Regions from separate parts of the Mus musculus genome. Here regions 2, 3, 4, 5 and 6 are each linked to region 1. Evidence: chromatin contacts called from public HiCAR-type, HiChIP or PLAC-seq, capture Hi-C and promoter capture Hi-C data. All regions are on one chromosome and are shown on one strand. Each heading gives the region's core, a stretch centred on a gene start, on an enhancer-like site or on the middle of the called end of the contact. The rest is flanking DNA. Distances are from core to core; before and after follow the strand shown.

Evidence for each region. Promoter capture Hi-C pulls out the DNA fragments that hold promoters and counts their contacts. HiCAR-type assays count read pairs that join an accessible place to other places. HiChIP or PLAC-seq counts read pairs in DNA pulled down with a chosen protein or histone mark. Capture Hi-C pulls out chosen DNA fragments and counts their contacts.
Region 2: a contact with region 1 is called in a HiCAR-type map of astrocytes, with 4 times the contacts expected there. The contact joins the promoter of Phyhip here to the promoter of Itm2b in region 1. A contact is called at or near these places in 1 of 39 promoter capture datasets (pre-B cells) and 1 of 115 datasets of contacts at active chromatin or transcription factors (astrocytes).
Region 3: an H3K4me3 HiChIP or PLAC-seq map of embryonic forebrain shows a contact between it and region 1, with 8 times the contacts expected there. The contact joins the promoter of Lgi3 here to the promoter of Itm2b in region 1. A contact is called at or near these places in 2 of 39 promoter capture datasets (the 3T3-L1 cell line and liver) and 1 of 115 datasets of contacts at active chromatin or transcription factors (embryonic forebrain).
Region 4: a HiCAR-type map of astrocytes shows a contact between it and region 1, with 7 times the contacts expected there. The contact joins the promoter of Nudt18 here to the promoter of Itm2b in region 1. A contact is called at or near these places in 3 of 39 promoter capture datasets (cranial neural crest, liver and pre-B cells), 3 of 115 datasets of contacts at active chromatin or transcription factors (astrocytes, large pre-B cells and pro-B cells) and 2 of 9 other capture datasets (adipose tissue and embryonic stem cells).
Region 5: a contact with region 1 is called in a capture Hi-C map of embryonic tail, with 4 times the contacts expected there. The contact joins the promoter of Fgf17 here to the promoter of Itm2b in region 1. A contact is called at or near these places in 3 of 39 promoter capture datasets (cranial neural crest, hippocampal neurons and pre-B cells), 3 of 115 datasets of contacts at active chromatin or transcription factors (astrocytes and embryonic stem cells) and 2 of 9 other capture datasets (embryonic stem cells and embryonic tail).
Region 6: a promoter capture Hi-C map of liver shows a contact between it and region 1, with 5 times the contacts expected there. The contact joins the enhancer-like site here to the promoter of Itm2b in region 1. A contact is called at or near these places in 4 of 39 promoter capture datasets (embryonic stem cells, hippocampal neurons and liver) and 1 of 115 datasets of contacts at active chromatin or transcription factors (astrocytes).

The regions. Positions count from the first base shown.
Region 1 is chr14:73,384,017-73,386,587 of GRCm38.p6, reverse strand. It overlaps Itm2b (integral membrane protein 2B), which reads left to right and starts at 1,299. Exons shown (of 6, transcript NM_008410.3): 1 at 1,299-1,578. The coding sequence starts at 1,462.
Region 2 is chr14:70,456,240-70,458,810 of GRCm38.p6, reverse strand. It overlaps Phyhip (phytanoyl-CoA hydroxylase interacting protein), which reads right to left and starts at 1,294. Exons shown (of 5, transcript NM_145981.3): 1 at 1,008-1,294.
Region 3 is chr14:70,529,528-70,532,098 of GRCm38.p6, reverse strand. Lgi3 (leucine-rich repeat LGI family, member 3) reads right to left here and starts at 1,278. Exons shown (of 8, transcript NM_145219.4): 1 at 829-1,278; 2 at 1-31. The coding sequence starts at 1,034.
Region 4 is chr14:70,576,553-70,579,123 of GRCm38.p6, reverse strand. It overlaps Nudt18 (nudix (nucleoside diphosphate linked moiety X)-type motif 18), which reads right to left and starts at 1,300. Exons shown (of 3, transcript NM_153136.5): 1 at 1,014-1,300; 2 at 1-212. The coding sequence starts at 1,175.
Region 5 is chr14:70,640,982-70,643,552 of GRCm38.p6, reverse strand. It overlaps Fgf17 (fibroblast growth factor 17), which reads left to right and starts at 1,285. Exons shown (of 5, transcript NM_001360108.1): 1 at 1,285-1,830; 2 at 1,985-2,021. The coding sequence starts at 1,796.
Region 6 is chr14:70,698,109-70,700,679 of GRCm38.p6, reverse strand. Xpo7 (exportin 7) reads left to right here. Exons shown (of 28, transcript NM_001359888.1): 6 at 1,634-1,738. Among named protein-coding and RNA genes, the nearest start is that of Xpo7, 8.6 kb to the left of the region's middle. Within about 2 kb of position 1,294, at least 2 of the 459 cell types and tissues checked have an H3K27ac peak or open chromatin away from gene starts, as enhancers often do. A contact at or near this core is called in liver, where this site is marked.

The sequences.
Region 1 (2,571 bases), core at 50-2,549:
CAGTCCCAGAGGCAAAAATAGAAATATGGGAATGGAGAGACGGCTCGGCAGTTAAAAGCATTTGTTGCTCTTCCAGAAGACCCAAGGCTTGGTTCCCAGCAACCGCATGGCGGTTCTCAACCATTTGTAACCCCAGTTCCACGGGACTTGACTCATTTTTCTGACTTCCTTAGGCACAGGTACATGTAGGCAAAAAAAAAAAAAAAAAAAAAAAAAAAAAATCATAGGCATAAAAATTAAATATTTAAAAATAAAAAGAAATAAAGATAATTCCCTCCTTGAATAGAGCCAGGGGCTCAAGAACTCTGGTCTCAACTGCTGTCTTCAAGGTTGGCCTAGGCCAGAGCTCACACAGCAGAATCCTTCTGGCCAACAGACACTCCTGTAGGTGGACAAGGAGAGGATATGGAGAAGGCTACAGGATCAGTCATTTGACCAAAGGACCATCTGGAGACATGGCTGTAAACCCAGTGTGTGGGCCAATGTCTTCTGTCAACCAGAAGCAAAAACCTCTTCAAAAAAGGAGAATTTTTTATTTTGAAGAAAAATAAGAACTTGTCCTAAGTACGTTGTCACAAATCACAGATTGGCCTAAGGCAAATATGGTTTTTTGTTTTGTTTTGTTTTGGCTTGCTTATACAAATGAGCTCGGTTGGTACATTTTGTTTTACCAGTTTAGAATTTTAGGAATACAAATGGATGAAGAGGGTTCCTGGTCATTGGCTTGAGATTAGGCTGGGCAGGAACTGACCTCTGAGGGAGGAAGAAAAGACCAGCTTAGTCAACCAGGCAACACCTTAGGGTGAGGTCTGTGGGAGATAAGTCAGATCACCAGGACACTAGGACACAGTGCTTCAAATATTCCTATGCTCTACTAAGTCGCTTACTAATAAATGATTAAACGGAGCTTTTGGGTTTGTTTGTTTGTTTTTCTCACACAAAAATTCCATGGCCTTTGGGCTCACAATCAAAGAGAATTTGGTGCTACCAGAAGTTAACTTATCCTACGTAGCCAACCGACAGAGTTCACCCCATTTTCTTATCAACTTGCAACACTGGGCCCCTGAGGAGAACTAGTTGGAAGCAAATTCAGAACCGGAAAATCCAGGCAGCCCAGAGGGGCAACAAGTCCTAGCTCAACCAGGCGCGCCCTCCACAAAGCCTGGCCAGATTCCCGCTGAGTCCTGGGTGGGGGTGGGGGGAACCAGGGAGGGTCTGGCGTGAAGCCAGGCCCCGCCCCGCTCAAGGCCCCGCCCCTCCGGGCCCCCGCCCTGCGCCCGCGCCCCAGCTGCGAGGCCGGAAACCGCGCTGCACTGAGCCGCTGCTGCTGTCGCGCAGTCCGCTCCTCCGCTGCAGAGTCGTGCCCTGAGCTCGGCCGACAAGGCTGCCTTCGCAGCCGGGATCCTGCCAGCCGCGACCCCAGCCTTCGCCGTCGCCGCCTAGGGCGCCCCAGGCCGCACCATGGTGAAGGTGACGTTCAACTCGGCGCTGGCCCAGAAGGAGGCCAAGAAGGACGAGCCCAAGAGCAGCGAGGAGGCGCTCATCGTCCCTCCGGATGCCGTGGCGGTGGATTGCAAGGTCCTGGCTGGGGTCGCGGGCGGGGTCCCGGCGGCGGGGACGGTTTCCCGGACGGTCCTCCGCTCCCGGGTACCGTGGTGTGTGTGTGTGCAGCGAGCGGGGCGGGGTCCTGGCCCTGGCGACCCCCGAGGGGACAGTTGCACAGGTGTACGAGGTCCCGCGGCTTTGCACTTGGCTTGGTAGCCCGGGAACCTGCAGCGACAGGCACCGCCACCACCGAGTTTGGCACTTTTTTTCCAGTATAAATACTGTGCCTAAAATGGCTGACATCATAACAAGCCTAAACCTCTGTTGTTTCCTACTTTCGTTTCTAGGCTGAACAGCACTTGGACTAAGTCCAGCAACTGTAAGCATCTTCATTTTTTAAAAGCCCTTTTCTTTTACAAACTCCCTTGCCTACAAATGGCCTTCGGTGTTGGCAGGTGAACACCTTGGGGTCTGGAGAGAGAAGACAACAGTATACTGGGAGTAGTTTCTGGCTGGTGATTTTATTATTGTAACAAATATTCCAGGTGAAAGTAATTGCTATTGTGGCTGTTCCCATGTAACCCAACAGTTGACTTTTATCAGCCTCTTTGTGGGTACTTCTGAATAAGTGAAACTGGAACCAAAACATAGGAATTTGCTCCCATCCCTACAAAATAGGTAACCTTTGTGTTACCACATCCCCGGTTAGCACTGAGTGATGCTGTCACTGGATTCAATTTTTAAAAGTGATGTACAGTAATATTCTTTTAAATATAAATATAATTTTTGCCTAAGTTTTCTTTTTGCCTTTTTAGGGCTTCTGACATTTGATACCTATGAATACTAACAGCGGGTGCTGCTTCGTTTTTCACTAACACTTTTTAATACCTATTGTCACTTGGGTAATTTTAGTTTTGACTTAAAATCAGTCGTTTGTGTCCATGGTACAAGTAGTAAGGAGAGTTTTTGTTTTTGTTTGTTTGTTTTTTAATGATCTAATGAAAATTACTGTAAAGAAACAGGCCA
Region 2 (2,571 bases), core at 45-2,544, 2.9 Mb after region 1:
TTTCCCCTTCGAGAGCTGTCGCCTTCATGCCAACCTGCCCGTGCTCACATCTATACATACCCACATGCATGTGTCCCTCATTGTCACAAGCCATATTTGAGGAAACGAGGAAGCCACGGGCACCAACACATATGCATGCCACTTCCCACAAGAGGACAGGCAACCCACATGGCTGCCTGTGCACACATGTATATCTGAGCGCCCGTCAATCCTTGCCTGGATTCTGGCATTGCCTTTTGTAGGTTCCAAGACACAGACTTTGAAAACATGTTTGCTCCTTGGCCACACTGGGTCAGCCTGATTCTTCACAGGCCAACAGGTTTGCACACCTACTCAAGTCTACCCACAGCCAGAGGTCTGTGCCACACTTCCCACCTACCCACCTCCTACTGCTTCAAAGTTGCCCCTCCCCACATAGAAACAGCCTGGTTGCTACAGTACTCCCTCAACATGTACTCCCACCCACATGACAAGTGACATGTCCACCCCCTAAAAATACTGGCTCTTGGGGCCCCTGCCACATATACCCACAGGCTACTCGGATAAATGCTGCCCCCGCACACATGTACCTCACGCGGAAAAATGTTCTGAAACATGCTACAAGCCGGTCAGAAACCCTAAAGGAATCTAACTGCGTAGAGACAGACCTATCTACGCAAGCTAGCCTCCAGCCTCCTCCCAACCATGCAGACACGTTGTACACACCGGGCCCCCTTCCCCAAGCCCATTTCAAAAAGCTACTGGCATGCCAGAGGGAAGGCTCCCCCACCCGGCTGAACCTTTTGGCTTTGCCGACTGCGCAGAATGGTCACGGGGTAACTAACTGTGTCGCCCCGGAGACCAGATCCAGCTGTTAAGCTCTTTGCCAAGGACTTAGGGGAAAGGGGACAAGGTCGCCAGGCCTGGCAACCCAGGTGGACAGCCAGGACAGTGGCGAGACCCTGGTGGCCGCAGCTCTTAACCTCCCAGAATAGGCAGGATGGTTTGGGGGGGAGAAGCGCACTTACCTGGCTTCAGCCGGCCCTGCAGAGGGATACTTGGAAGAGAAGGAAGGGAGAGACTCTGTGTAGATAGATGATGATCTCTCCAGGCAGGGGACAGCAGCCTGACGCCTGGGGTCACAGGCAGCGGGGCTCGCTCGCTCCTCTCTGGGCTACTGGGAAGTCGGCTTCCATGCCCCACAGGCAGCGCCTGTCTGGCTCTGCAGCTATAGCTACTGCTCCCGGCAAGAAAACGGCGGCGTTGCTGGGAACCCAGCGAGTAAGCGCGCAAGAAGAGAGGCAAGAGCGAAATCAAAGCAGCGTGGAGGAGAGAGAGGCAGAGAAATCGAGAAGGAACAGGAGAGCCAGACCGAATCTGGCTCCACCAATGGGATCAGTGGCTGCTCAGCGTCAGGTGATAACAAGCAAGCTTGGTCCCTGCTCGCCCAGGCTTGTGGGAGGGGGAAAGGGCAGAGGGTCCCCTGGGAGCTATACAGATGTCCTTGGAGGCAGCAGCTGTAGCTTCTGCCACCTTTCCCCCATTCTTCCAGGGCAAGATGCCTCCTGAAGTCCGTTCAACACACCTCCTACTTGGAATTCAGCCCCCAAACTTTAAGGTGCTCAGAGAGGGGTGGAGCTTAACCCACGGGCTCAGGAGGCTGGGTAAGGGAAGGGTCTCAAAAGAAGTGTCAGAGCTGGGGTTGGTGGGACCTTATCCTCAGTCTAGGTGTCTCCTGGGAGACCTTCACTGATGCACCGCACAATTTTCTTACCAACTCTTATCAAGAGAAACCAGCCCAGCAGCTTTAGAGACTCTGGAGTGTCCAAGGAGAATCTTCTAGCAGCTTAAGAGTCCCTAAGTAAAGGAGTGGGAGAGAGGCGTTGTAAAATAGGGAGGGATGCACAGAGGCAAGAATGTGGAGGGTGGAAGGATACACAGAGCTTTGAGTGTTCTCATCCCAACCACCCTCCAGGCTCAGGCCAGCAAAGCCCTGAGATTGCAGTCAGAAAGGACCATCAGCCGGAGGCTTGTCTACAACCTAGAACTGAGGGCGGTTGGAGTCCCCTCCCCCCCCCCCCCAAAAAAAAAAAAAACTCAAGGGAATTTGATGGAAGCAACAGTGACCAAGAGACAATACAATGATAAAAAGGACAGTTTTTGTAATCTGATGGAGATAGGAACAATTTCATCTCTATAGTTTTCCAGCTAGGTGACCTCGGTCAGCGACTGTCTCATTTGTGAAGTGGGCTGATAATACAAGTTTATTGTTATCGTGGAATGAGATCATTATGTAAATCACTTAGCTCTGGGCTTGGCACCTGAGAAATGTCAGGCAAGTAGTAAGAGTTGCTATCTTTCTCATGGTGACAGTCTCTGCCCCTGCAAAGAGTCTGCAGACTTCTAAGGAGTAGGAGAGACATTTGGAGGATACACGGAAGAAAATAAGGAGCCTCTGGTTGACCCCTCTGTACCTACTGATACAACCAAGGACCACAAATATGTTTTAGGGGCTGGGGAGATGGCTCAGAAGAACACTTGCAAAGAACTCAAGTTCTAGTCCCAGCTCAGAACCATCTTTAACTCCAGCTC
Region 3 (2,571 bases), core at 29-2,528, 2.9 Mb after region 1:
GATCTCTGAGAAGGCAGCATTCACCAGCGTCCTGCAGGGAACACAGGAGCCAAGACTGTGTAAGTGTCTGAAGGACCTGTACTGTGGACAGAGGTGGACAGGGCAGTGGCTTCTGTGTTCAGCAGCCCTAGCCCCCACCTGCAGCTACCCTTTCTTCCCCAAAACTCAATGTCCTCCATTCTTCTCCCCCTGCTGCCTCCAGAAGCGACAGTGGCCCGAGGCTCACCTTCCCTCTCAGCCAAGAGCAGGTTCCATTACCAGCATCAGCACCATTACCCAACACCCACAATGTCTTGGTGCTGCTGAGAGATGGGGCAGCAAGAAGGGGGACCTCACAGTCTCTCTAGCCCCACAGGCAAAGGGGTGGGAGTCATGGGCCAGTTGCTGCAAGTGAGGCTGGCCCAGCTGTGTGCACAATAGCAGACCCAGTGGCAGGAGTCTGGTCCATGCCAAGGTACCACGAGGGCAAGCATACTTGTCACCCCTCCCCCTGCTGCTATTAGTCCTGCTTTCTGTCCTTGGTGTGACCTCACAGGGTGGGGCCAGCATGCTCTTGTAGACACTCCCTCCAACCCACACACAGTAGGTCTCATTGCGCTGCTGATGGTGATGATTCATCCTTGGCCATGAATTCTGGTTTACCCAAGCTATGGCTGCTGTACAGATTGCAGCGCTCCCTGCAGACTGGGGCCTGGAGTCTCCAGTTCTGAGGATACCTGGGAGTGCTCCTGGTCCATATCCTCTCAAAAGAGGAGCAGGGTTTCTCTCTTCCAGAGCTTTCTGTGCCTTCTTTCCTTTCCCCACCCCCAAGGCTAGGTAGACACTCACAGGGAGATGACCTCTGAAGGCAGGTTCTTGGGCACCGACTTAGAGTCCACGCAGAAGGCGGTGTCCCTGGTGCAGGAGCAGCTGGGTGGGCAGGGGGGCGTCTTAGGAGGTCTCTTGGCACTGACTTGCAGCATTAGGCAAAAACCCAGCGTGGACAACACCAGTAGCCTGCGCCCAGGGCCCCGCCTGGCTCGTAGCCCGGCCATGACTCCTGCAGGGTCTCCCCCCACACCAGCCTGCCGGCGCCCCGCTGCTCCCTGCAGGCTGTTCTGCCCCTCTCGAGAGCTTCCACCTCCGGGCTGCCGCAACTCTGGTGCCACCCGCTCTCTAGGCGCCACCTATTCCTCCTGACCTCGGGCGCTGATTGCAGTCCTTTCAGCTCCGGAGCGCTGCGCGGAACTGGGACCGCAACTACTGGCTGCCGGGGCTGGTGGACGCGGACTGCGGCGCAGGCGGCGGGGGCGCGCGTGGGGGCGGAGCGGGGAGGCCCAGGCCCGGCGCCCGCGGGAGAGCAGCCAAAGGATGGAGTGGTTGCACCCGTCCGCAGCGTGCCCTACCAGGCCACCAGGCTCTGTGTCTGATCTCCAGAGTTGTGTGTGCAGAGAATGCATTTGTATAAGAATTGTGTCTATGCAGGGTGCACATGGATCTGTGGACCTACGGTGCACCTGTGTGTGTGTCTTGGTTGTGAGGGGGCGTAGAACTAAGGGGTATGTCGCAAGTGACTCATGTACATCCAGGTTGGCATGAGAGATTGGGAGCTTGGGGGTGCGAGCTTGTTTGCATCAGCTGAGGAACACAGCGTGCTTTTGTGCCTGTGAGCTGAAAAGGGAAAGGGTAACCGCCGGAGTGGGAAGTGTGGACCGTTTCACACTGCACGGCCACAGTTGGAGTTGGAAGAGCCTTGGGGGTGCTCCAGCTCAGGTCTTTGTTTCATCAATAAGGAAACTGAGGCTACAAGAAAGCAAAAAGCTGCCAAACTCCCTATCTCTACTGTGTACTTGGCACGGTTAATTGGCTGGCCCTTTGGAGGGAAGGGACATTAATTTCCATCTACAGATAAGGAAAGTGTAGCCCTAGGCCCAGAAGCTCAACTTCAAGTTCACAGCAATCTTTCTACACCAGTGCTCTTCAAAGGGTAACTCTAGAGTCCAAAGCTCCTTGAGAGCCTTCCACGGAGTCCCCGAGGTCAACATACTTTACCTAAGAAGGACATTATTTGTCTATTGCACTTCCATGTTGCCACAAAAAGTACTCTGGAATTTTCCAGAGCTACATGGAGAGTGTTTGATGAAATCTCAGACTAAAGAGATTTGAAAAAAAAAAAGAATTATAACAGCAACATTTCTTCCTACAGCTATTTTTGTTTAAAAAGGCAAAGGCGTGTGGGTTGGCAAGATGGCACAGCAGGTTGCCCCCCCTCCCCCCCGAGCCTGAGGACCTGAGTTCAGCCCCTAGGACCCAAATAGCGGAAGGAGAGAACTAAGTGGCAGAAGTTATTCTCTGATCTCCACATGCATGCTGAGGCACCACCATACCTAAGCAAACAAACAAAAAACAAACAAACAAATCAATAATTAAATAAATAAATGGATGCAGTGGTTTTTGTTAAAGATATAGAAGTCTGGGAATATAGTTTAGGGGTAGTGCACACAAGGACCTGGGTTTGAGTTACAAAGTAGCAACGAATGTCATTTTACGGTTGGGGGTCAGCACCTCACAGGGAACTGTATTAAAGGCTCA
Region 4 (2,571 bases), core at 51-2,550, 2.8 Mb after region 1:
GTTGGTCGAGCGAGGAACACAAAGCGGATCCAGGAGGCGCCCCTCTCCTCCACGGACAGCAGTGTCACTGGCTCACAGAGCAGCCCTGCCTCCTCCTTCACCTCCCGCTGCATGGCCTCCACGATGGTTTCTCCTGGTTCCATTCTTCCTGCAGGGAGGTACCATGTCCCCCGGCATTCCCTCTTGGCCTCCTGTATCATCAACACCTCATCCTGGGAGGGAGGGAAGTGAGACAATCTTCACTCCTACCCAGCCAGTCTGGGGGCTTCAGAAGAGTAGCCCCTACCTGGATGGCAGCCCAAAGCTCCCTTCTTGGTAGACAGACACCTTTAGGATGCTGGATCCTCAGGAGTCAGGCCCTGATATGGCTGAAAGCAGTGGCTGTCTCCGCTTTGCTGTAACTCAAACCCAGAGGGACTTCTGTTGTAGAAAGGGGCTGAGGACCTTGGGCGTTGCTCTAGGAGGCTTCCTCCTGAAGGTTGCCACCACTCCTATACTGACTCATTTATGCCACTGTCTTGCTCTTGTTCCCATGGGACTTACAAACCGCCTGTGTCAAGTCCTCAATCTAGGGTCTGAGGCTTTGAAACTTAGCTCCACCCCTATACCAACCTACCCCTTCTTGGCCAGGATTTTATAACGCTGACTTGTGCAGAAGTGATCACTAAAAAGAACTCTCACAGGATCGGAGGCCTGCATGTAAGCTCCCCATTACTCTCCCGAGGCGCCGGGAGAGTCTAGACTCCTGGAAAGGAAGGGGGCATATTACAGGCCTCTCCTGGTGGGGGGCGAGGTCTAGTGGATGAGATAAACCGCCCCGGGACCTCGGCTTCTCCTTCCATATTATAGAGTCTACAGAAGGACGATCTCAGCTCAGCTGCTAGTGTTGAGAGTGCTTTGCAACATTGGGAAGCGCCACATACAGGCAGCGGCCGTTGGCTCGCCTGTTCAGATCAGGGCAGGCGGCACGCTCCCGAGACCAGCCGAAGGCCAGCGGCCGGTCGGACGCTCACCTGCTCGTTGAGGAACACGGCCAGCACCACGTAGCAGACATTCTTCCGCAGCCGCACGGGAAACAGCGGCTTCCCAGCCGGCTCCGAGTCACAGCTCTGCACCAGCAACCCCTTTCCCCCCAGCACGGTGGCAAGCGCCCCTGCCAGGCCCTCCGTGGCCATCAAGTCTCCGGGGAGGTGGCAAGCCGGGACCTGCCAGACCCCCGGAGGCAAGCGGCCGGGACCTGAGCTGCGGTGGGCCGCGGCGCCCTCGCCCCCTCCCCTGACTTGAGGGCCAAGACTAACACGGAACCTCCGGGAGAGACCTGGTCGCTGATAGGCTGCGCGTCACTGCGGCCTGCCCGGATTGGCCAGCTCGCAGCGGTTATCGGGAGGGCGGGGCGCCGGGATCCTCCCTCTGCCCCCTCCTCTCCTGGGTTTCAGCCTCACTTCACACTCTCCCTAGCGATTAGCTAATTCACCCAGCACGCACTTGTCCGCGCGGGTTCCGACGGTGATGTCATCCTGCCTGTAGGGTGATGAACACCACTGTGACCAGGGTCGATGGCGTCACTCGTCCGATGACATTACGGAAGCCCAGACTCCGCCGTTCGCTCCCACTGTCCAGCTTTTATCATAAACGAACCACAGAAGTGCTCACGACGAATAGGCCCCAAATAACTTTCTGACTTCGTTAAAATGCTCTGAATGTGGTATGGCTCAGGCACATAACGTTGCGTTAGAAATTCTGATCTGTCTAGGTCGATGGACACAGGGCATTTTAAGAGTCCGAGGCTAAAGGATTGGTTTGGGGGTGGGGTGGGGGATGGGGAACGTGATTGACAAGCCTCAGAGGAGGGATGGGACAGGTGGTCAAGGTGGGACAAGGCTGGGGATGAGAAGAAGCTAAGGGGGGGGGGGATGAATGAAAGGGAGATTGAAGTCAGCACTGTAGCCTGCATCCGATCCTGTGCCCAATGCTTTTCCCAGGCTTCTGAAACAGACTCCATCTTTAGAGGGCAGGGGTGGTGCCCTCCTACCCAGCGTCCAGGGCCTGGTCATGAGGAACAGGGTGTGGGTTGTTTTGGCCAGCTCCTGCTTCTCTCCCAGCCTGACCTTTCTTCCTCTGAGCTTCTTTAACCTCCACTCAGGACAGGAAGGCAGGGCCAGCTGAGAGGAATCCACAAAGCAGGCCAAGTCTGGGCTCCTCACCCCATCCCAGACTTCCCTTTCCTCCCCCACTGCTGGCTCTGTGTACCTCCTTTGGGGGACAGTGGCTTGATGGTACTGACAAAGCTCTGGAGTTTAAAAGCCAGACATCCAGCCTCTGCTGACTGACGTGCTCTGTGCCCTGGGTGGCCTCAATGTCCTCATCTGTACAGTAGGTCTGTAACAGCCCTCCTTTTCCATACTTGTTGAGAAGCCAAGAGAGCTTGGGAGAAGCCATGCACTATCTGAACACCGTCACCAGGCAGCCCACCTGTTCTCCAGGTAGGGTCTCAAAGCCATAGTCCATAGAGCACACCTGCACATACAAGAACACACACACCGTGAAACTGGGGAGTATAGCTCAGCGGTA
Region 5 (2,571 bases), core at 36-2,535, 2.7 Mb after region 1:
CTGCAGGGGCATTTTGAGTCTGCGGAAGAGAGGGCGGAGCTCTAAAGGCCCCTGCTAGACCTGGCTAAAGGCCCTGTTTAGGGGACAGGGGGAGGTATCTATGAGCTTGCTGGGAGTTGGGGCGCAGGGGAAGTGCAGGGTGGCAGACCACTTTGTGGCTTGCTGGAACTCAGGAAGGTGAGAAGGCAAATAAGTCCACCTGTGCTGCTCTGTGAACTCAGGGAAAGGGAGCCAGAGTTTAGACTCCCCAGATCGCCCCTCCTTTCAGCTCAGCACCACCCACCTGTCTGTAAGGAGAGAACTGGTCACCAGCCTTCACATCCCCGGCTGCCTGTCATATTACAGTCCACTTAAGCCTGTCAAATGCACTGGAGCACACCTTTAATCACAGCGCTCAGGAGAGAGGCAGGTGGGTCTGTGAACTGGAGGCAAGCCTGGTCTACACAGTGAATTCTAGGTCAGTTGATGCTACATGGTGAGACCCTGTCTCAGGTAGAAGATGGGAGAAGAGGAAAAAAAAAAATCTATCAAGGTCTCTGAGCGCTAAAATAAAAATAAAGCCAGTGGCAGGCTGGGACGTGGAGGGTGAAGTCGCAATTCCAAGGAACAGGAAGAGCCTAGATTCTGGGACTGTGGCCCCTTCACTCACCAGCTGGCTTATTCTGAGCCGGCTACCTCCCAATCCGCCAATTTCCTATCAGCAAACTGCAGTCAGTATAGCTGACTTGGGTAGCCAGCTACATGAGACTAGTGGTCATATGTCCATACTGCTGGACACTGCATTCCAGGCAACTGCTTGGGGACACTGGTGAATTGGGGCTGAGAACCTAGGGCTGGGTGTCAACCCCCCAAATAAGGCCCAGACATCTTAGGGATTTCCTCACTGACTCACTGTCATTTCATTTGGTCCTCCAGTACTCCAATAGCTGACCACACCACCCACCTTTAAAAAACAAAAATAGACTACGAGGGCCCAGGCAAAAGTGACTCCCACTCGTCTTCGGATCTCCATTTCAAACCAGTTTTTGTGAGCATTGAGATCTTTCAAGAGCTGCACCTGACTCCCCATCTCTGGCCTCAACCTGTTGCACCCACTGTTCACAGCCTTACCCCTCCTTCCTAGTGGCAAGGGGTGACAGCAGAGAAGCTGAGCCAGCAGCCGCTCAAGCCAAGCCCACCCCTGCTCCCTGGAGGGAGGCTCCTCCTTTTAAGGCTGCTTCTGGGAATTCCCACCCGAGCCAGAATTCGAGACCCCCAGCCCCAGCTCGGTACCTGCAGCTCATTCTTAAGGAGATGAGGTTGCCGCATCAAACCTGAGGGCGGGAGCTGCTGACCCTGAGGAAGGGGAGGGCAAGGCGCCTCCCTCCCTGTGCTTGCCGCTGGCCCCGCACTTCACGGAGACCGGCAGGTTGGTGCGGGTCAGGAATAAATCAAGAGAGATCGTAGGGGCCAGCCTCCTGATAGAGGACGCTCTCGCAGCTCCAATCCTTTGCGCCCGGGGACCTCTGCCCGAAGCCAGTAGCCCAAGAGAGCGAGTACGCCAATCGGACCAGCTCCGGCTTCGCAGCCCCACTGGCCCGGAAGGTGGACACCTCGCACCTCAGTCTCTCAATTACGCCTCCCCTTCATTCCCCCCTCGGCTAGCCTTCCCCTTCCCTCCATCTCCTTTCATTCCTGAAAACCTGTGGCTCCGAGAAACCTTGGCTTCTCTGGGACTCTACCTCAGGGGCCTGGCCACATCCGCTCCTGAGTTTGGGGAGCAGAGGGGCAATCGCCCCAAGAAGTCTCTCCAGCGATGGGAGCCGCCCGCCTGCTGCCTAACCTTACCCTGTAAGTGTGCTGCCTGCGCCCGGAGTTCTTTTTTGCCATTTCCAGCCCCAGGAATATTATACCTCCATCCCGGGGCAGGTGGGACAAGACAAAGGTGGGGGATGGGGGTGCCCTGGGGTGCCCACACCTTGAGCTGCCTTGTCTTCCCAAACAGGTGCTTGCAGCTATTGATTCTCTGCTGTCAAACACAGGTAGGCACCCCTGCCTAGCCCCCAACCCCCAACCTTTCCCACCTCACCTCGAAGGAGGAGAGGCAGGACTGGCCTCCCCTAACCAAGCAACTGTTAAGGTTTGGAGGATCAGTTCAGAAGGTGGGTTGGAAAACAGACTGAACCAGAATGGGGAATAGACTGAGGTTTGCCTCTCAAACCTTTCTAACAACACTCCTGGGTCTCTACCCTTGCCATCCCTCTGTGCTGGGTTTCAGAGGGCCCCAGGCAGTTAGCAGCCAGTGGAGGCAAGCGCTCAGGTAAGGTTTGTCCGTGCAGATACCTGAAGGGTTTGGGTTCGAAACCCACATGTACCGTCCACCGTCTACTCTTACCCACATGTTTGGACTATAGGTGGCCAGGGTCTCCATATGGTTGGACTATCCAACCAAGTAGACCCGTTACCTCTAGGGTTCCTAGGTCAAGCCTAGAGGTTTGTTTGGAGTGGAATTCAGGGCTTACCTCTCCACCCCTCCACCTCCCACCCCCAAGTCTCAGCCCCCAGCTCCAGGCGAGGCCCTGTCCCTTTTTT
Region 6 (2,571 bases), core at 45-2,544, 2.7 Mb after region 1:
AAGTACCAATAGCTTAACCTTTTGAGTAATTATGATTGGCCAGCCACCATTCTAAGCTCTTTAATGAAAGTTAACTAATTTTATTCTCAACAGTCTTATGAGGTGGGTATCGTGGCTCCCATTTTTTAGATGAGGAAACTGAGATATATGATAATTTGTTTACAGTTTCACAGTTAAACTTAATTTGAGTCTAGATAGTCATACACCAAACCCTGTGTTAATAATGGACTATTCAACTACTGCTACAGTACAGTGAAGAGAGCATCCATTAACTAAATACAAAGACCATGGGCCTAATGTTCTCTCTTTCAGTGCTTCTTCCTCACTCTCCAAATACACAAATGTTGGTATTTTTTGAAAACTATCTAGGTTTTTCTTAAGTGATCGGGGTAAGGGATATCGCTCCATGGAGAGCACTTGTCTACAAGCAGCAGGTGCTACAGCTCAGTTGCCACGTTAGGAGAAGGGGTGAAAATGAAAATTGGATTGACATAGTTAGCGTGCTTGTTACGTACAGCAGTATATGGAACTATAGATAGATAGATAGAGAGATAGATAGATAGATAGATAGATAGATAGATAGATAGATAGATAGATAGATATAGATATATAGATATATATAGTAGCAATTGTCTGACATGGTGGCACACGCTTGGAGTCCCAGCACAATGGAGGGATCTCCGTGAAGTCAAGGACAGCGTGGTTGGTCTACATAACAAGTTCTAAGACAGCCAGGGTTACATAGTGAGACCTGTTTCAAAAGCAAAAAAGCATAGCTTCATCATGTAAGACATATATAACACAGTGACATGGACAATAGAATTGGAATATTTTGATTCTCTAAGTAATTCTCCATTACTTATTGGTTGTCACATTTAAATCAGAAAATATACTTCTCTTTACCATTCCTGTTTGAACCTAGAGGTGACATTATGGAAACTTTTACTATATATGACTCTTCAATGTGACCAAAACAAAGTGAGACCCTCTTAGATGAACCGATCAATAAATAGAAGAAATTTAAGTTTTCAGTGAGTGGTTACAATTACAAGTATCATAGACAACCTTCATTCTTTTATTCCACTTGTTGAGTATCTACTGTGTGTTAAAAACACAGGACATTCTGTTCTGTAGCTGCTGGGGGGGAAAAAAAACAATGAAATGATCGACCCTTGGACCCATTCAAGTTCTCATTTCCATGTTAAAGTAGGTTAGAGAATGAAGTGAGGCTGCAGGCTGTTCCTTTATTCAAGTTCATGGCTGTTGATGGCTATTTTGAAATTATTCAGTTGCTTCAGCCCTGATGGGCTAATTTACCAAAGTCCAGCCTTGCTACTGTGTCTGGTTTTGTAACTAAGCCATGGTATGACATGGTAGCAATTGCTAGCAATATATGCCAATAATGTGTGCAGTTTTGCTTCCTCTATACAATAGAGAAATTTGAGGTCATAGACAAGAGAGCCCCCCTGCCCCCCACTTCACATCATCCTACTTGATCTGATAAGCCATAAAAATGAGTTTTGTGTTTATATTGTGTTATTTGGAAATCTTTCTGGTTTATTTAAAATCTATGTGAACTCCCGCTACCCCAAGTAATTTTAAAACTTGCATTGGTTTATTCTTTCTTACGCAGGCAGACACAACTCATCCTTTAACCAAACACAGAAAAATAGCCTCTTCTTTCCGAGACTCATCACTGTTTGATATCTTCACACTTTCCTGCAATTTACTAAAACAGGTATGGTTATAAATTAGGTCATAATTCCTAGTTCCTTTTCATGAACTAGGAATTATTCACTTTCGTAAAAGTGAATGGGATTTGTCAATGGTCAGCACCTAACTGAGCCCATCATCTGTCATGTTATATACATCTGGAGATGGAGAAGCACTAGCCAGGTTGATCACTGACTTAGAGAAAGGTTGAGTGGTTTCCCTACTTTAAAGCTGTTCCTCCAGGTAAAAAGCAGTAGATGAACTAGATATTTCTTGTTTCTGTCTTCAGGGGATCTAGTTTACTACAAAGTTAGAGGTTTTCTGTTTGTTGTTTCATAGCCACATAAAAAGTCTCTATACAGAATGGAAACATGTTAGCTTTATGGTGTTTAGATTCTTAAGTGTTTTGTGAGCAGGTTCAGATTACATTGTTACCATATGTTACCATACAAAACTAGGTGACTTCTGTTCCCTGCTGAGTTGACAGCAGCAAATCAACAAGCAACATCTGTAAAGAGGAGTAGGGTTTAAATCTTTTAGGATCCACTTAGATTTTATAACCTGAAGGGTGAGGCAGTATCCCGTAAGGAAATTATCTGCTTTAAATAGAGAGCTGGTTTTAATTTCATTTATTGATAGCATTGAATTAATCAAAAAAGTCAGGTAGAAAACTTTACTACCATGCATGAGAGCCTGTCTGGGTTCAGTCGCCAGTACCACAGAAACCCTGCACGATACAACATGCCTAGGCTACAGAATAAGGCCATGTCTCAGAGAGACTGAGAAAGGGATGGGGAGAGTCAGTCCTACACATTTATAACAAGGTCAGGTGGCTTTTTCAACATGGAGAGCTAATGA